2 separate regions of the Gossypium hirsutum genome follow, and region 2 is linked to region 1. A link is a contact called in public Hi-C data. All regions are on one chromosome and are shown on one strand. The core of a region is the stretch at or near the end of the contact, and the rest is flanking DNA. Distances in the headings are between cores, read along the strand shown.

Region 1 (2,700 bases), core at 8-2,507:
TCTCAACCCAGAAATGCCAGGATCCCATCCAAAAATTTGTCGCAAGTCTGCTGATTTCCCAAGCTTGAAAATTGGCAGCTTTGGTGATTGTAATTTAATAAATTTTACCCTATCTGTGCATGTATCAGGAGAGCTTTGATCTAAGTATCTTCTAAAATTGATATTGAATGGATAATTATGCTTCAAGTTACTTCTAGGTTTGATTTCAAAGAACGAGTTTAGCTACCTTTTTATTGGTTGGACAAGATCGAAGAGCAATTTTCTTTAGAACTAATGTGATGTTCTTTAGAATTTTTACTAGTTCTTTGATTTCTTCAAAGATTTATTTGGATTTTGAAAAGAATTTTTAGTCTTAAAGAATTTTATCTTCAAGTTTCATATTTTTTACTTTTAGACTTCTGAATTTATGAAGTTGTGTTAAATGGCTTGGAGGCGATCCCCTTCCATAGTGTTAGTCAACTAAGTAGAAGAGAGTTATTATTTCTATAGTTTCTTTATTTGAATTATTTGCATTGATTAAACTCTTTTATTTATTATTATTCTCGTATTAATTTAAATTAATTAAGATAAATTAATCCTTGAAGAATATGATTTCTTTATAAAAGAGTTCTAAAATGATTTGACCTATTTATTTATGGCTTAATTGATTTAATTTAATTTAGTTAGATATAATAAATAATGACACTTAATAAAGTTTTAATTGGTTTAAAAAATTTTCTTCTACAAATGCCCATTCATGACTTGGTCATGTCACAACTTTTGTTGAGCATAGAAAGTAGGCAAGTCGTGAAATTTGATTTGTTTCTAAAAATTATTTTCAAAATATCTTGACAAGATTTGATGATAGGGTGAAGAAAATTTTTTTTCTTCATTTAAACTGAAATTGGCAATAAAACAAGATTTATATATCTTTGTATATTGAAGGATCGAGTAATATTGACTTGACATAATTTTAAATCCTTTTAAACATGTAGTTTAATCTGGTGCTATCAAGAACATCATTTTTTGGAGGAACAATATTTTCCTTAAGATTAACAAATTAAACTCAAATGTAGGAGTGATTTGATAGTTTAAACTCAGGCCTAAAAACATTTTTTTTTATTGGCTTTATGGACATGTTACTGGAACCCAATCATTGATCACTCTTTTATCTTGAAAATACACCATCTTACTTATATTTAGAATAGGTGTAATAGAATCAAAAGGGTCTAATTTTATGGTTCTATCTATCATGCTAATTAGATTGTGGAACCATAATGACCGAGGTCAAGTTTAAGTGAATTATCAAGATTAATTTTTTTTATTTGTAAATGAGTTTTAAAAGTATTTAACTTCTGTATTTATTTCTTAATTTAATTTAGTCGGAAAATCAATTGTAAAGAGTTAAGAGTCAAGTCATCGTTCCATACACTAATAGTTGATACAAATACTATTATATAAAATGAGAATGAAAGTGATTAATAATTTCATTTATCATGTTGGATGTATTGGATGAAAATGATACTATGAATTGTCCTGTTAATAGAATTCCTACACAAGCCTGAAAGCAGGGATTGGAGAGAGACCTTTTGACAATGTATGTGTATTAATCTTGAACACATGCAATGTTTACTTACACGATGGCTCCTGCAATTTTTTATTTATAAATTGAATAAGTAGTAGTCTTCATTTCATCATTTATAGTTGATAATTTATTTGAATGGTATAGGTGAAATTTTTAAAAAATAAAATAACAAATTTGTAGGCAAGTGTTTACTTAGGGCATGTTTGGTTGGGGGAATCAGTATGCATTCCCCCCCCAATTCCCTGGGCCCACCACCAAACGGGCGTTTGGTTGGGTGTAATAACATTACACCCCGATTCCCTTCCGCCCCTATTACCCCCATTGGCTATAATAGCCATTCCCCACAGAAAGCGCCGAATAGGGATTCCCCCCAATTCTCATTTTCTTTTCCGTTTTTTGTCCATCATCCTCTCCAACGTTTCCCTTCCATATTGCAAGGTAATTTTCTTCCCTTCCATCGATTTCTGCTTCTTCTTCTGGTACGTTTCTTTTCTTTTCTCCGTTTTATCAACAACAAAAAATGCTCGCACTCTTTCCCTGTTTTTCATGCTCACACTCTTTCCCTGTTTTTATTTTCTTTTTTTTTTCTGTAAAATCGATTTAGTTTTGCTTTTGCTGTAATCTGGAATATTTGTTTTTGTTCCCCTAATTTTGATTCGTTTCTAGCGTTTTCCATTCGGCTTTTCTTTGTATTGCATGTTCGATTGAACAGATGAAATTTTTTTCAATGTGATTCTATTATTTGTTTATTCTATTGCATGTTTGTCTGATTCTATTGTTTTCCGAATGGCTTGTGATTTCAACTAGTTGAGTTCTGTTTATTTGCATTTCTTGAAATTTGTTGGAGTTCATGTATTGGTTTTTGTTAATTTAAAATTTGTTTGCACAAAAGATGGAGGCTTTATGCTGAGAAATGTTAACTATGTTTTCTGTTAATTTAAAATTTGTTTTCTGTTAATTTTAGTTTTAAAATGATTTCTTGCAATAAATGAGGATTGATAACCATAGTATCAGAAAGTTGTATGTGTGCTTGAGTCCATTTTGAGGAAAAAGGAAGATGAGCATTTCTTAGTTGTGGCTTCTTACTTTACCAAGATCAAATAAGTTGTTTTGAGATGTTCTGAGTCTTCCTAAGC
Region 2 (2,700 bases), core at 129-2,628, 75 kb before region 1:
TAGGTGCATTATTTTTTGAAAATTAATATAGAACATAATTGTTTGTCTCATCTATATGAAATATTCATTTTACATTATGCATATAGCTAATAAATGGGTAAATATGACCAAATTTTATTTTTAAAAAGAGTTATATTTAAATACTTGGGTTTAAAAAGATTGAAAATATTAGAAGTAATTAGCTAAAAATCCAACTGAAGTGAGGTGAGGTGAGATGGGATAAATGTATCTAATATCTACAGAGATTGATAATAGTGCATAAGGGAAGCCAGAAAATTGTTATAGGAAGAGACCAGAGACAAATAATGAATTTTTGGGAGCCAAAATGTAATTTTACTATAATATTAACTTATAATTTCATAAACTTTGAAGGGGGCTAAGTTGGTCCGTTTTTTACATTTTTGAGCCCTAGATAAAATAATAATTTGAGACCCCTTTTTAAAATAATTATAAATGTAAAACAATAAAATAAAATAAATTAGGGCCCCTTTTATTTTATTTTATTTTTCTTGTAATGAAGTGTCGATCAAAAATTTTACAAAAGTTGAATTGTTTTCTACGTTAAAAGTTGAAATTTTTTTTTTCTTTTTTGAGCCCTTCCAGCCGTAAGCCTTCGGTGATTGCATTCCTAAACTACCCCGAAGGCCAGGCCTAGAGCTAAAGGATATATTTATCATTGTTAGAGGGCTAAAACCACTATAGGTCCTTGTCTATACCCTTGGTGGAACAAATAGTAGCGCAAAGTATAACAAATATAAAGTAATGGTAGGTTTAATAACATCTGTTCTCACCCCAGTCAACTATCATCCATAAATAAATCTATACGATAAATTCATACTAGCTAGAACACCTTATACTAAATACATATTTAGATAGATAGCGAGTATGGAAATATGATTTGAGTTTAGGAAATCTCTCAATCACGGGTAACAAGAAATATGCTTCATTTGCATAAAGTCAGCAATTGGCATCGACTAGGCAAGGAAGAAAATTGTCCCAATAGCAGACAATACAGGCAGCTCCACTGTCTATAGATATTCCAAACTGGGTTTTTAGTGAAATGGGATAAAACAGTAGATGGTGGCCCTGGAAATGTTGGTCCAACCAATGCAGTCTTCTTTTGTTTTTGAAGGTACAAATACCATGATGGAGATGATGCCTTCCTTTTGGTTCTTGGACTAGATAGTTTATACCAAACGAATAATAATAAACCTGTCGGCTAAGATAAATATAGTGATCAGCTGTCTCAAACCAAACTAAAATACATTTCCAATGAAAATAAAGATCAATTATTGAGCTACATCCATATGGATATTTATGCCACCAATGTGTTTCTAACAAATGAAATGAGGTCCACTTAGAACGAGTGTTTTAGATTTATTGCCTGGGCTTCTTTTTGCTTTAAGAATCACTGAACCGACAGCCATGGGCTTTTCTTTAAGATTATGGGTTCTACAGAGAAGACAAGCATTTCTTTTTCAATGGGGATTCCAACAATCATGTATTTATTTAGAGCTAAAATGTCTCAACTTTACATATTTATATTTCTATTTCCATTTTATAAAGTTAATTGCGCTTTAGTAGTGTAATAGTAAAGCACTTTGAGTTAGAAATGAAAATTTGGTTAACATCAAAGTTGTGGGTCTGAATTTTTTTTAGAACTGGAATTAAATTATATAGTTTTACGATAGTAAAAATATAATTTTATTATTTTAATAATTTATATTTTTATAATTTTTAAAATGTCTAAATTAAAAATTTACCGTTTTATGGTGGCCATGGCCCTCCTAAGTCTTCATTACACTCTACCACTGCTCTTAAACATCCCTACTTCTTCCTTTATTTAAAAACAAAAAACAAAAAAAAATTATTTGGTACTGGCTTAAACAATTTATTTTACAAATACAAACATAAACTAGACTTGTTCATGGGTCGGGATACTTATCAGGCTCAAAAATCCGTCTGAAATTTGGGAGGGTTTCAGAAAAAAAATTTGACCCAAAAAAGAGGTTTAGAAAAAAACTAGTTTATAATACTTTATATTATGTTATTTTTATATATGATGTAATTTATAACACATTAAAAAAATAAACTTATACTAAATATATAATAGTACTCTAATGTAAACATTAAAATAATGTTCAGATGATTATATATAAAATAATTAAATATTATATAAAAATAATATACATATTTTTAAAAATTTTAAAAATAGTATGGTGCGCCTAAAATAGGCTTAGTTAATCTTTTACAAATATGAACAAATTTGGGTAAAACTTTAGGCTCATAATTTGGGCTAGACTTTAGCAAATATAAAGTATTTTAATACTTAGACCTTATTCAAACCTAACCTGACCCAGCCTATGAACAACTCTAACACAAACTCAAATTTTAATATTAAATTCAAATATATTATGAGTTTATATTTAATATATTGATCATATATTATTTCTATACCTAATCACTTACGTAACACTTCACTAATGAGATGAATAATAATTTATGAATTTAATTCATTAATAAAATAACATATCGTAATTATTTTAATCGATAGTATATAACTTTTATACGCTTTCAATGTATTGAATAATAAATATTAATTCGTATATTATTATTTGGTATTAATTAGAATAGTAAATATATATTTAATTTTAGGTTTAGGGTAATAAGAAGCTTCCCATAGTTAAGAAATTCTCATTG

The links. Hi-C and Micro-C count contacts between places; a contact is called where the count stands out from the background.
Region 2: a Hi-C map of leaf shows a contact between it and region 1, with 4 times the contacts expected there. The contact joins the enhancer-like site here to the promoter of LOC107950736 in region 1. A contact is called at or near these places in 4 of 34 Hi-C or Micro-C datasets (leaf and petal).

What each region holds. Positions count from the first base shown.
Region 1 is chrD03:32,446,142-32,448,841 of Gossypium_hirsutum_v2.1, reverse strand. LOC107950736 reads left to right here and starts at 1,257. Exons shown (of 4, transcript XM_016885666.2): 1 at 1,257-1,265; 2 at 1,526-1,576; 3 at 1,745-2,002. The coding sequence starts at 1,257.
Region 2 is chrD03:32,521,204-32,523,903 of Gossypium_hirsutum_v2.1, reverse strand. No RefSeq gene overlaps it. Among protein-coding and RNA genes, the nearest start is that of LOC107950734, 27 kb to the right of the region's middle. Within about 2 kb of position 1,378, at least 5 of the 9 cell types and tissues checked have an H3K27ac peak or open chromatin away from gene starts, as enhancers often do. A contact at or near this core is called in leaf, where this site is marked.